2 separate regions of the Mus musculus genome follow, and region 1 is linked to region 2. The links are chromatin contacts, called in public promoter capture Hi-C maps. All regions are on one chromosome and are shown on one strand. The core of a region is the stretch at or near the end of the contact, and the rest is flanking DNA. Distances in the headings are between cores, read along the strand shown.

The links. Promoter capture Hi-C pulls out the DNA fragments that hold promoters and counts their contacts.
Region 1: a promoter capture Hi-C map of trophoblast stem cells shows a contact between it and region 2, with 7 times the contacts expected there. The contact joins the promoter of Evx2 here to the enhancer-like site in region 2. A contact is called at or near these places in 13 of 39 promoter capture datasets (3T3-L1-derived adipocytes, the C10 cell line, the HPC-7 cell line and 9 more), 1 of 484 Hi-C or Micro-C datasets (cumulus cells), 13 of 115 datasets of contacts at active chromatin or transcription factors (bone marrow-derived macrophages, craniofacial prominence, embryonic basal ganglia and 9 more) and 3 of 9 other capture datasets (adipose tissue, embryonic stem cells and macrophages).

What each region holds. Positions count from the first base shown.
Region 1 is chr2:74,657,761-74,664,562 of GRCm38.p6, reverse strand. Evx2 (even-skipped homeobox 2) reads left to right here and starts at 5,006. Exons shown (of 3, transcript NM_007967.3): 1 at 5,006-5,570; 2 at 6,516-6,796. The coding sequence starts at 5,144. It overlaps Gm31790 (a long non-coding RNA gene), which reads right to left and starts at 3,012. Exons shown (of 3, transcript XR_374674.2): 1 at 632-3,012.
Region 2 is chr2:74,095,994-74,103,636 of GRCm38.p6, reverse strand. No RefSeq gene overlaps it. Among named protein-coding and RNA genes, the nearest start is that of Gm31534, 110 kb to the left of the region's middle. Within about 2 kb of position 3,791, at least 17 of the 459 cell types and tissues checked have an H3K27ac peak or open chromatin away from gene starts, as enhancers often do. A contact at or near this core is called in trophoblast stem cells, where this site is marked.

The sequences.
Region 1 (6,802 bases), core at 3,757-6,256, 560 kb before region 2:
AGCAGGGTCTTAAGTTGAGAAGAACTGGCTGGTTTTTGTTCCTGACCATGTCTGTCTGCCAGCTCTGGAGCTAATTTTTCCTCTCCAGCTAATAATCAACTTCACTCAGGCTGAGAAAAAAAAAAACAGAGCAAACAAAATATGAAGCAAACCCCAAGAGAATCACAACATTTTGTGTATAAGGCAGGTTCTAGCAACAGCCAGATGTCCTGTGTTTGGGGCATTTTCTAAATCTAAAAGGTGGAATCCTTTTGGGTTTAGCAACAAAATTAGCCTATATTTAATGAAAATCTCAGGCAACAACAAACACCCCCCGCCCCTCTAAATACCAGGTGACTTAAAAAAAAAATCCTGAGTTTGCCTCCCACTGGGCAGCAGGGCCCTATTTGAGATGAAGAGACCACCTCCAACTGTGGACTGTAGGAAACAGGCAGGGTCTTCCCTTCCAGAGAAATGCTGAGCTTTTCTAGAGAGCTCTAGAAGGTAGGGCCAGGGCTTAAGGACCGAATAACTTCTTTCTTTCTTCCTAAATAGAAGCAAAGATTGCAATTTGCTATTTTGTCTGACATTTTGAAACAACTTTTCTAACTTGCTAAATGCTTATTCTATGAGTCAAATAGAAGCTTATTACCATTTCAAATAATTCACATTCTCCACGGGCAAGCCACATTATGCATAGCAGCGAAGCAAAGCGGGTGAAGGGTAGGAAAATGCCTAAAAATGTAGAAGGAGTTGAGAGACTGGCAAAGGATGCCAGTGGTATGCTCCGGATCCCTGAAAGGCGACCGCAGTTCCCCGCGCTTGGCGCTAGATGTCCCTGCAAGTTCTTGGGTCTGATCTGAGGGTACATTAAACTCCTGGCAGTTGGCAAATCTGATTAGCCTCGGGGTCCAGGAAGAAAGTAGCCACCAATTCCCTCACTTACAACCATTCTAGGGTAACTTGGAGTTGAAGGTGGAGGGGAGAAGGAAAACTAAATTAAATGAGCTGACCCAGGCGAGGCAGAAAGCTAGAGGCTTGCCTGAGGAGAAATGAGAGTAGGAAGCCTAGAAGACTGGCTTGGTTAGTCCAACCCTCACCCTCTCTTATAAATCGAAACCTGGTCCTGAAGACCACACTTAGCCTAAAGAAAACATGCCCTGCCCGCAGCTCAGACTCTGCAGGTGTTTACTGCCCGTTCACAACATCTGCACTCCCATAAGTTCTCCAGCGAGCTTGAGACTTACTTCGGGTTGAGAACGGGTGGCTGGCATCTTCCACCGGGAAGCCCAGAGCTGGGTGAGACCACCGCATCCCGTGGCCCTGTTGCTGCTCGACGGGGCTTTACTCTTGACCCATCCCTCTGCAAGTCTAGAACAAGTTTTAACCTGAAGTCACAGGTCAAATGTTCACTGTTTACAAGAAACAAATACTTAGTTTGGCAGTCTAACCCCACCCCAGGAGAAAGAAAGAAAGAAAGAAAGAAAGAAAGAAAGAAAGAAAGGAAGGAAGGAAGGAAGGAAGGAAGGAAGAAAGGAAGGAAGGAGAAAAAGAAAAGGAGGAAAAGAAAATGCCCTTGCTTTGTTTACATCATTCTTGCCAGCAAAACTGTTCTTTTTGGGTAATACAGAGAAATTTTTTCCTGTATGTCACCTCACTCCCAATCTTAAAAATTTGGCATGCCCTTCGCATAGGTGGAAGATGCCCTTTGAAGGCATGGGGTTTGGGTTAGATTTTTGTCTGAGTGTTCTTGTTCTTGGTGATGGTACTTTGAAGATATCAGAAACTGAAAACTGGGTCCATTTCTAATTTCATCCTCTCCTTTCTGGAAAGGATATGAAATGACTATTTTTTCAACAAATGTAACTCTCTCTCTCTCTCTCTCTCTCTCTCTCTCCTCCACTGGTGTAATGTTTTTGAGGTAGGCCTGCCTTTAAATAAGACAGGTAACATGAAGAAAAAAAAAAGCGGTTATGCAAAACTTTCAACCCCCCATGACATCCATTATTGGAGATAAGTATAAACCATGAACAATTACCAAAGCTCTCTGTGTAGGAGGTTTCCTTAAAGGGGCGGGGCAATTCCCCAGGGGTTCTCTGGTCTTCAGAAGGTAGATCTATGTAAAAAGCCACTTGTAATTGTATACTAAATGAGTTATACAAATTAGTCAATATTATTACTAGTAATAGGTAATGTTCTAAAGGAACATTAACTATTCAAATGGAATAGTCACTGTGAAATGCTATCCTCTGCTAAGGGCAGTGAAAAGTTATGGATGTTTTTCATTGAGGTAGTTTCCCTGACAAGATCACAAGTATATGTGGGGCAATAGACATCCTGGAAATGCAGTATCAGTGTTACTTAAAAGGTGCAAGGTAGTTTCAAAACCACTAATGAATGAAGGTGTCGCGGAGAAATGATTTTTTTTTCATTTTCAGTAGAGTGGAGTCGTACTTGGCCAGCTTTTGGAACCAGAGGCGGTGGGTCGTAGAAGAAGGTAAGAAATCTTCCTAGGCCACTGAGGTTTCTGCGACAGAAAAGCAGCTCACAGCTGCTGAAACCGCGAGGAAAACAGATGGGGGCGCCAAATGACAGCAATAAAGGCATCGGCGGATTTCCGCCCAGGCTGAGCGACCACTTGCTGCCAGGGTCTTGGCCCCCCATGGAGCCTAGCCTAGACCAAAGATTCTCTTCTAGTCCCTTGGGTAGAGAAGGATTAGGTAGCAGGATCCTCCCAGAGACACTGGGGCCCAGACTGCCTGGACCGGTGGAGCTGGGCGTCCTGGCTGAGAAGCAGTTGGGGGCGCCCGCAGAGCTGGACGTGTGATTAGCGAAGAGAGGTAGCCAAAATCCTGCTTGAGGACAATGCAAGTGCCAGGAACTGAATGACCACTAGGGTAGAATAGCCACTGGGACAGGGGCAAAGGTGGATGCTGGGTCAAATTCTCAAATGGAGGTCATCGCCCACCAGACAATTCTCCTAAGCCTGCGAGCCTATGCAATTTTCCACTTACAACTTTAAAGAGGTGGGATTGTTTTTTTTTTTTTTTTTTTTTTTTTTTTCCAGCAAGCTTGCCTGTAGAAATAAGTTGGCGCTAAGGGGAAGAGGTGAAAAACTTTTGGCATTGACTATATATGTATACACATGTATATAAATATATTTCACACCTCACCTCCCCTTACATTCTTGACGCGCCCCCAACGGGTCCAAGGTTAAAAAGAAAGCGCCAACAGACAGATGGGCAATTAGATCAGAGGTTTACCCCCTAACACACCCCAATATGCTGGGTGTGTCTCAAGGCGGGAAGGAGGGGGGCCCGGGTTAGGGTCTCAGTTAGTCCTGTGACCGGGATGCAAAACCAGCATCAAGACTGCCAGGCTCTCTAGGCTGCTTCGGAAGCTCACGCGCTAGACCACTGTGTCCTGTCCCTGTCTTCCGTGGACCTCGCCAGTGCGGACAAAGCTCTGCTTCTGGGGCAGCAGGCGGGCAAACTGGCACGACGCATCTGAGTCGGGCAGGGTGGGGCGCAAGCGCGGGAGGAGATGAGCGCATTTGAGTGAAGATTGATCTTCCTTAAAATGGTTGCCACCGGCGTCATTATGACTATCAAAGTTATCGCCAAGAGGCTCAGCCTCCAGCCTCAGGCGGGAAGGAGAAGAGGCAAGGCTGGTTGGAGACTCTCTGTGCCCCCAGTCAGCACCAGGAACACCGGGGGCCACAGGTAAGGGCCTAGGGTGGAGGAGGGGGAGGATGGAGAAGTGGAAGAAGAACAAAGTGGGAAAGGAAGGGAGGCAGCAGGAGATTCCATTCCCTCCACTTTGACCCCCAAAACCCAGTTACTTCACCACGAATTCCTCTATTTGAGAAGGGTGGGAGAAAGCCGGCAATTTTAAAAAGTGGGTTCTGTGATGGGGAGCTATGGTACGGTAAATCATGATTGTGTTTAAAGTTAGCTGTCAATTTCTACTATCAGATCCTCCAGTCTAGTTTATTTCCCCTAAGGGAGAATGCGAGGGTGAGAAGCTTATCCATCAGAGGATTATAAAACAAAAAATCTAAGGTCTTCGAGTTCAGAAGTTAGCCTGCAAGCAGTGGTAGAAAATAAGAGAAGATGTAATGATTTCCACTTGGAGGCACGGCACGGGTCCTGTGTACCTCCTCAGCCACGTAGCAAGAAAGCATTTTCAAAAGTCTACAAGATATATTCTCTCTCTCTCTCTCTCTCTCTCTCTCTCTCTCTCTCTCTCTCTCTCTCTGTGTGTGTGTGTGTGTTGGAGGGGAGAATCAAGACTGAGAGGAAAAAGTAAGGAGAGAGAAAGAACTCAGAATTCTATTTGTTAAATAAAATACTCATTATTAATATTTGGTTCTTAAAACAGAAAGATAAGTAATCCTGACAGGAGTGGGCGCGAGGTCTTCTTACGCAACTCTTCCTGTATCCTCCCCTTTACCCGCCCCCCTTACGCCCCCAGCTTGTAAATGTTAAGGCAAAACAAAACAAAACAAAACAAAACAAAAACTTCTCAAGAATCTACCCTGGAAAAATCAAAGCATTATCTATTATTTAACACGTATCTGTGTTCGTGGAGAAATGAGGAAGGCGCTGCATGATTAGGACCTAAGGGGCAACCCAGCAAACTGAGAGCGTAATGATGCCCCTAAATGAAGGGGGAAATGCGCCGCGGCGTGCTCTATTAATCAGACTGTCAATTTCACCCCCGAGGCCAAACCCCCGGGCGAGCAGAACTGGCTGGGAGCGGGCAAAGGACCGGAGCCTTCTTCCTCACTTCTCGTGTCTTCTCGTCTCCTACCTGGATCTATTTGTCTGCTCTGAAGTCGCCTTCATTACCCACTGACAGGAGCGTGTATTTATTTGCTTATAAACCTGTTACAATAAATGATTATTCGAACGGCGTCATTCGTACCTTAATGACGAGCGGGCGCTACTTTTTGATGAATGACATCTCCGACTCGGAAGGATGTATGGGTCATTTTGACCAGTCATTCCCTCGCTCTGGCATCCCACAATTTTTTCCGCCTCCCTCCAAAAGAGATAATAATATTTAGAGCCGCTTGCTGGGGCTGAATGAGAATCAGCCCTGGGCGCAGCCCATCATTAAGACGGGACAGCCAGGCCACTGTGACATTTTTTAGAAAGCTGAGATGATGGAAAGAATAAGAAAAGAGATGATTCTGATGGAAAGAGGGCTCCACAGCCCTACTGCTGGCAAGAGGTTCTCCAGTTTGTCCGATTCAGCTGGCGGTGCTGTGCTCGAGGCCCTGGAAAATTCGCAGCACCCGGCTCGCCTCAGTCCGCGCCTGCCGTCCGCCCCGCTGCACGGAGCTCTGGGAGACCTCCCCGCCAAAGGCAAATTCGAAATAGACACTTTGTTCAACCTGCAGCACCCGAGCAGCGAAAGCACCGTCTCCTCCGAAATTGCCTCCGCTACCGAGAGCCGCAAGAAGCCTAGTCATTATTCCGAAGCGGCCGCCGAGGCCGACATGAGCAGCGACGTGGAGGTGGGCTGCTCCGCACTGCGCTCCCCCAGCGGCCTGGGCGCTGCACCGCTCAAGGAAAACAATGCCAAAGGTAACCGGGTACCCGCAGACTCCAGCCTCATCCTCTGGGCTCTCTCGAGGGCCTGGCCAGCCCTTTCCACACCTTAGCGGGTCTCTGACTCTTAACTAAAGTGCTTCACAGAGCTGGCAGGGGCAGGGGAGGGATGCATACTAAAAACTGGTCCCTCTGGCTCTGTTCTTTGAGCATCCCAGCACAGCCCGGGCCTGTGGAGCCTAGGGAGCCAGGCCCAAGCGCCCAGGCTCCTGCCTGAATCGAAGCAAATGTTTCGCTTGCCGATCTAAGAGCTGGGGCGTAAGAGCTGGGGCGAGGCGACACAGCGCTGCTAGCCCGGGTGGCTTAGTTGCTTTTTGGGAAGGGTGCCCTGGACAGGAGCTCCGAACTCAGTTGCTTCTGGAGCCCCCAGGGCCGGGTAGAGGGGACACTCCTCTGGATAAGTCTGAGACAGAGAGTCTGGCCTCGCACCTCTGCTCAACCGCTTAAGTCAGCGGACAGAAAAGAGTTTGAAAAGTGGGCGCCTCCTTCCCTTTACTGGCTTGAGCTTGAGCTGCAAATGCTTTGAAAATCCTAAGATATTTTAACCCCAAAGGCTGTCAAAGAAAGATTGGAAGCCGCATAAAGAGCTGCCCTATGGTTCCTAGACTGTCAAACCCACAGCTTCTTAAACTGGTTCCAAGGTAGGCATTCTTCCCCAGCAAATTTTCCTACCGAGTGGTAATTTTCTAATTATTGGAAAAAGAACAACCTTTTCAAATTCTGTTTCTATTATTTGGTTAGGAAGGGCTCCCCAAACTTCATTGATTTCATTAACGGCAGCAATTTGTAAGCCTGACAGATCCCATCAATTTTGACAGCGACTTTCCTTCTCAAAGCCTCTTTTGCCACCAGCTAGCAACCCCAACTCAGGGTTCTCGGTCCCTACAACTACTCATGAGCTGTGAACTGTTTGTTTGCTAGGGTACACGGAGAGCGGCTCCGTCGCGGGCACCACGACGTCGGCTTCCGGCTCGGGCCTCGGTAGTCTGCATGGAGGCGGCGGCGGCGGCAATAGCGGGGCTGCGGCGTTGGGCGGCTCTGGCTCCGGTTCCGGCGCCGATCAGGTGCGGCGATACCGTACGGCATTCACCCGCGAACAGATCGCGCGCCTGGAGAAAGAGTTCTACAGGGAGAACTACGTGTCTCGGCCCCGCCGGTGCGAGCTGGCCGCTGCACTCAACCTGCCCGAAACCACCATCAAGGTATCT
Region 2 (7,643 bases), core at 2,542-5,041:
CTGGTTTAACATGATGTTATTTATTCCCCACCACCCCTGTCTCTTGTAACTAATTTTTTTCAAAGCCTACTTTTGATGATGGTTTTAAAATGCTTTAACCTCTCTTCTAGCCCACCACTTACCACAAGTAGTGGGGGGGGAATAGATATAGGGGAGGTGGACCTATTAGAAATTGTTCTTTGGAGCAAATCCCATCTGTGTTGTCAGGAAATTGACAGTTCAGTTCCCAGGTCAGCAGCAGCAGCTCAATCCACTTGCAAACACGGCATGGATACACCAGAAGTCCGGTTCAGTAGAGTTGGGATAGCAGCATAAATCAGCAGCAGTGACGCAACCTAGCAGAGACAGCCAGGCTTTAGCCAGATAGACACGAGTCAGCAGGAGGGACCAGGACCACCAGGAACACCAGGAAAAGTTCTCGGCTGTACCTCTCTGAGAAGAGAAGATCAGCGAAGACTCAAGACCAACAAGCATTGCACAGCTGGCCTCAGTACGTTTGTCTCAGCTGTCATCACTCTGCCAATTGGCCTGAGGCCATGGAAACTGCAGGAAACCATAGCACACCACCAGAAGTTTTTTGTTGTGTTTCTCTCTATGAAGTCCCGAAAAAAAAAAAAGGAGCTCAATTCTGCAGTGTAAGCTGGACCAATACATGCGTGTAGTTAGTGAAGAGTTCCTTATCACATGTCATCTCGTGTGTTTGCTTTAACAGGGACATCAATATTAAGAATGTAAAAATGAGAGGCGTTATCTTTTCCCTCTAACATGAAGCAGTGAGAGGAGAGACGTCTGCTCTCTGCATCTTTTCTACGAGTGTGAGTGGATGAGTACTTCTACCAGTCATGCTAGGAAAGGAAAATGTAAAGGAAAAGAAAGAAAGAAAGAAAGAAAGAAAGAAGGAAGGAAGGAAGGAAGGAAGGAAGGAAGGAAGGAAGGAAGGAAGGAAGGAAGGAAGGAAAGAAAGAAAGAAAGAAAGAAAGAAAGAAAGAAAGAAAGAAAGAAAGAAAGAAAGAAAGAGTAAAGGAAATCTAGGAAAGCCAGCTAACACTCAAACGTGGAGCTAGTGTCTTTCCTAAGGAGTGAAAGGGGAGACAGTATGAATAATGGACTAGAAGATTTGATTCTTACTGGAGTCTACACTCACACAGCAGATCTTACATGCTGACAGTGTGGGGAAAAGAGGAAACTCTGAAGGAGGCAGTCCTGAGTGTATGTGTGTTGTTGACAAGGGCACGGCCATCTCATTTCCTCCTGGGATAGGCTCAGAGGGATGGATGGAAAAGCCTTTGTCTAGTCTATGTGGATGCTGATAAAGTGAGCAGAAAATGTCCACCATAGCCTTCTCCCTCTAGATGTTTACAGCCTGAAGACTGCTACCCTACAGACTAGCTAACCTGCCTCCTTAATCTAACTATATACCAGAAACCTCCCTGGTTCAGCCGTAAGCAATAATCCTGCCTCCAGTCCAACTATGTATAATAGACCCACTGAGTTTCCTGGGTGCTGTGGCTTCTCCATTGGAGAGCCTAGTCAGCTCAAATCCAGATCTTCTGTGTCTATGTTTGTCTTTTTTTTTCCATCCCTTCAGTTCCCCTATAAGAGCTGACCCTGGACCTGTGCAGGATGAAATAGACAAAAATATATCTCCTACTTTAGGAGGCATCCCCAGAGTAGGCTGGACCTGAAAGGTGTTCTTGTCTCTGATGGAGAATGGAGAATCACTGCAGGTATGTGTGAAGGTGGTTTAGAGGGATTCTATGTGAAAAATAAAAAGAAGTCCATGGGTTTCAAATATACTTACATATATATGTAAATCTTTAAGTGAGAACATTTGTAGATACAACTTTTTTTCCTTTTATGTTTCAGAGGTTTTTAAATTTTTTTATGTATTTATTTATTTTTTTATTAGATATTTTCTTTATTTACATTTCAAATGCTATCCTGAAAGTTCCCTATACCCTCCCCCCACCCTGCTCTCCTACTCACCCACTCCCACTTTTTGGCCCTGGCGTTCCCCTGTACTGGGGCATATAAAGTTTGCAAGACCAAGAGGCCTCTCTCCCCAATGATGGCCGACTAGGCCATCTTCTGCTACATATGCAGCTAGAGACATGAGATCCGGGGGTACTGGCTAGTTCATACTGTTGTTCCACCTATAGGGTTGCAGATCCCTTTAGCTCCTTGAATACTTTCTCTAGCTCCTCCATTGGGGGCCCTTTGTTCCATCCAATAGCTGACTGTGAGCATCCACTTCTGTGTTTGCTAGGCCCCGGCATAGTCTCACAAGAGATAGCTATATCAGGGTCCTTTCAGCAAAACCTTGCTGGCATATGCAATAGTGTCTGAGTTTGGTGGTTGATTATGGGATGGATCCCTGGGTGGGGTAGTCTCTGGACGGTCCTTTCGTCTTAGCTCCAAACTTTGTCTCTGTAACTCCTTCCATGGGTGTTTTGTTCCCTATGTAGATACAACCTTTAAAGCACCCTGATTCCCTTTCATTGTCCCATAGCCCTCATAAAAAGGCTTAGCTAACATGAAATTAATTCTTTTGAAATATCTTTTTAGGCCAATTTGCATTTGGAAGATTGGAGCATCAGGATTTGAAGGAAGTTGTATAAATTTGTCTGCACTGGTACTCACATGGAAGAATATGCTTATTGCTCTAATCTGGCACAAAAGAGAGTTACTCTGACTTAATAAATTGCTTCAACTGTGCTGAAGTACAAATGCCTCGTTATTCAATAATGTTTAGAAGAAACAAGAGACTTGTTAATATTTACATCCCTACTAAAGCCTGTCACTCAAGTAAGTGCGTTGTACTCACTAGCAAACATAATTATTCTTGAGATCTAGCTTGCTTTGGTTGTGTTTGGCCAGTGCCTCTGTGGGTGAGTATTGGAACCAATTAAAGCACATGGTAGTGAGAGATCCAGGCCTTGGCTGTGGGGGAACATCTGCCCTTCTGGAGTTGTATAATGATGAGAAGACACAACAAAAGAGAGAACACGGCTTCGGGATTTAAATGGACTGCCTTTGGCGTTTATTTGTAACTTGGATAAATATATGAGTCTTTACTGTATACATTAACAACACAATTAGGACTCTCTACTTTTGAGCCACCCTTATCCTCAACTCAATACTTGCCTTCTGTACTCTCTAAGTGTTCCAATGCCTTTACATCCCTTGCCTCCAAGTTCTTATCCCAATACCTAGAAGCCTGGGATGGAATCCTTGTTTTCTTAATCATTAGCACGCCACCCTTCAGTGTGTTCTTACTCTAAACTTCCCAGCATCCCACCCCTGAGCTCCCTCTCCCAGCAACAGCACCTGAAAGCCTCAGTCAGCCTTGATAGGAGTCCGGTTGAATACTATTGGTTTTACTATTCAAACTCTGTGGGTGAGTCAGCAGCTCAGGCACTAGGTGGCCTAAAGATCCTGGCCTCGAAAACATCTCATGGCCCTGAGTTAAGGCAAATATAGCCTTTAGCACAGTATAAACATAGCTCTGTCATGTGGCTCTTCTCTACATTGCCAGTGGTTAGTGGCTGGGGAAGAAGGGTGAAAACGGAATCACCCCAGTCTACAAAGTGGCTGGACATTTCCTGTTGAGTGTATCCTTGAGGCAGACATAGCAGTTAAGCTTAGAAGAAGAATCGAAGTATTCCTATTCTACTGAATAGGAAGTAGAAGCAACTGGACTGAGAGTTTGGCATGCTTATGACTCCGGGAGCCTCACAGGGTACTGTCAAGACATCCTCTTGGCCAGGCGGACAGATTGAATCATCGTATGGTGACTTGGCAAGAGCAAGAGGATGTCTCCAGCCTCAGTATAAAATCTGTGTTAGACAACGCCATTTATTCAGTGCCTTTGTCTGGGAGCTTACATATTCATTCATAGGACTGCTCTGAATAGAGGAAGTCTTTTAGTTTTACCTATGGCAGATCTTAGAGACGCCAGCCACTCACTTCATTTTCCTAGCTTTCCCCAGAAAATCTGGCCTTGTTCCAAAATTTCCATAGCTGTGGCATGGATTTAGATGCTGAGAGGACTTTCAATAGAGGAAAAAAAGGAAGAAAACCCCAGTGGAGTATCTAAAGATTGAAACCTAACCCAGGATTTTGAGTCCCTTCAAGTCTTTTATGACTACACAAGCTACCAGAAAAGAAGGTTATAACAAAAAGCTGGTGTTTATTTGCAATACACGCTCCCCTTTGACACCATGTGATGAACTTGCCTCAAGACTGAGCAGATTCTGTAAGTCCCCTCTTCCAGAGGAGAACATAACCACTTCCTGTTTTAGATTTCTTTTTAAGAATTGAGAACTTTAAGAGCATTAAAGGGAAGCATAGCAATTTTAATTTGCAATGTCTTTTGCTTCTGTCAGTTTAAATTAAGCCCATGATATCTGAGCACAATTTCCTATATTTAATAATACATAAAGCAAGATAATTAAAAGGTATGCACACATGCTGGGAGAGAACCGTTATTGAGCAGAGCACTGACTTTAATCTCCGCCTCTGTGGATGAAATGTGGGGAAACCAAACAGCTAAAAGCAAACACAAAGGACAATGGTGGGGACTGGCTCTTCCTTCTATGACTCACACTTCCTACTGACAGGGTATTTCTACTTGAAAATTCCTTAAAGTCAACTTCAAAAGCAGGCTACTCACTAAGCTCTCTAAACCTGCTGTGTTCCTCCCTTAGGAGCTGAAATAACCAGCAGCTCTAGCTCCTTCGCCCTGGAGTCTTCCTCAACTTCCCCTTCCCTCTTGAAACAACCACTGCCCATACAGTCACCCACATATGTGGATGCAAACACAGACACATCTTGCCAAAGCCCTAGTCCCATTGCTTCTACTTCCTATCCAGTGGAATGGGAATACTTCCTATTCTTCTTCCAAGCTTAACTGCTATGTCTGCCTCAAGGATTGCCCCTTCCAGTATGCTCGATAGAAGAATCCAGAGTGACCTTTTTAAACATACATACTTGTCTGTGCCATTCCCTGTCCTCAAACATCAGCAAATTTTTATAGGATGTAATTTACATACATCTTATCGCCCCCTCCCCGCTACTGACAAGCTCCTCCTCCTTCAGCACCAGACATTTATTATCCTCATGCCCTTGCATTTCGTAGATTAGTCATATTGAAATTCACTTGCTTCCTCCAACACACCACACTGGAATCCCTTCCCCAAGACTCCACTGCTCATTACTAACCTTATTTTAAATCCCAGCTAACCTGCCTCGTCACATCTGTGAGCCTTCCCCGTGTACTCACACTGCATGCTAAATGTACCTCATCAGAGGACCCACTTATTAATAGATTAATAGTGCTCATCTACTAATCTGTATTCCCTACTGGACCATTCACTCTGTGAGGGAAAGAAGGAAGGAAGGAAGGAAGAGAGAAAGAGAAAGAAAGGAATATATAAGTATGGGTGTGTCTCTGTAAGCCCTTAGGAAACAGAGCTCTATCTGCATATTCGGGAACAGGATTGCTTTAGAACAGAGGTGACCACACACACACACACACACAGGTAGCACAGCTAGCCCTCTCACTGTGCCACAGCTGTTGGATCTGGGAAAGACTGACCCAGATCCATCCACAAATGCTCACTCTGTCCTCCTGGAAGCAGGGGCTCACCTTGAAAGGCTTGTTGTCCCATACTAATCTCTAAGTTCCTCCAAGGCAGGTTTCATAGCTAATTCACCCTTACACTCTCACAGTATCTAATAAAATGCCCTCCACAAGCAAGACATTTAATACATATTTGATGAATGAATTAATGGATGGCTGAGAAGCCAGAATTAGGAGACCTTGTTTGTACCATAATTAAGAGATCCTCTGAGGTTTGTGGCTTGGGCTTCTTTAACATATACACTGTTGAAGAATTGGATTGTGCCCAAACCAACACATGTTAACAGTCACCTGAGTTCTCAAAATACTGGCATTGGGACGATCCCAATTGTTGGCAATGTACAATTTATTGATAGCAATAAAGAAAGATTAGTGGGTGTGGAAAGCCTTGACTTCTAAATTCTGCAATGATCCCTTCCTTATGCAGAATAGGCAAAATGCACAAATAGTCTCTCCTGATTTAGCGGAGTTCCCCGGGGCGACAGGAACTGTGGATCTGCGAAAAAATTTGGGGAATGTTGTAGAAGAAGCTAGAATCTATATGTTTAACTTAGCATTGCAGAACATTTTATTTTGAGCCAGTGTATAATTAGAGAGCCTGCCATGAAAATGAGCGGTTTTGTTTATTTATTATGTAAGTATGCCTTTTATTAAAACGACTTTGTGAAAATCTAATTGCCACTACAGTAATATAGCATAGCACTCCCTTACATAAATACATGATTATTATGTACAGTCACTTATCTGTGAACGAGTTCTGCTACTATTTTCCTTAATTAAGGATACAAAAGGGCTTCTTCATCTTTGCATATTCCCTTGCTAGGACATTGATACTCATTATTTCCTAAGTCCAAACACTGAAACTGTGTCAAGAATGCATCCATCACGAGATGGGTACTTATAGTCAGCGGAATTTTCAACCCTGTCAGCAATTTCAGCAATTTGCAATTTCTGTATCTCTGACATGTGTTTTTATTGGTGAAGATCACTCTCAAATACCAAGATCATGAGAATGATTCTTTGGGTAGTCTCTGCAGAAGCCTAATGTAATGACAGTAATTAACAGCCTGTGATTAGCAGCCACTCCAGAAAGTGTTTGAATGTTAATTTGCTTCAACTAATGTGCAGCACTTCTGTGTAATGAGATCTAAGCTATAGGTTCACAGGGAAAGCAAATTATTTTCCAGCATTTAATCATACAAATGATTCTTAGTTAATCACTTCAACAGTAAACCTCAATGTTCTAATAAGTGACATTTGTTTTTCTGTCATTCAGTTTACTATGGTATAGGCCAGGGCAAAGATACGACTTTCATAATGGTCAAACTCCCACTTGCCAGCACTGGCATTTCAAAATAAGGGCCCCCTCAGACTATGGCAGAATGGAGCTAGCATTATGCATGCAGAAAAGGGAAAGAGGTTTTGCATCTCTTCATGTCATATTTGGAGCTTTGTTTTCTTAGTGTATATGTTTGTAAAGGGGAATTAATAGCTCTTTTCCCTTTGACATGAGAGTCTTGAAGCCAGATATACAGCAAGAAATTAAGAACAGTTGCCCATTAACCAAACATTAATGAGCTAAAGTCTCTGGTGGCCTAAGTGTGGAAAAGAAAAACAAAATCATGAGAATGCGAACACAGTCACTAATGAACTGCCTTCTTAGAAGGTCCATGTCCTTCCTATGCTCGCCTGACACTCACTGCTCATGTCCTGAGGTAAAGCCATGGACAAATGAGGGTGGGACAGGTGAGACCTGCTCAGACCTGATAACAGATCAGTCACTTCAAAAGACAGTGTGTAAGCATCAAAGAATAAAAAAGAGGCTGTGGGGGCATGGTGAAACCCAAAAATATTTTCTATCTACTTACTGACTTCACATTTATATTGAAAGGTCAGACACTACATAAAGGACACCGAGTAACATTGTCATGCTGTGATCAGAAATATTACTCCCCAACAAGATCCATTATTGATCAATACTTTGTTTTCATATTTGGCACAT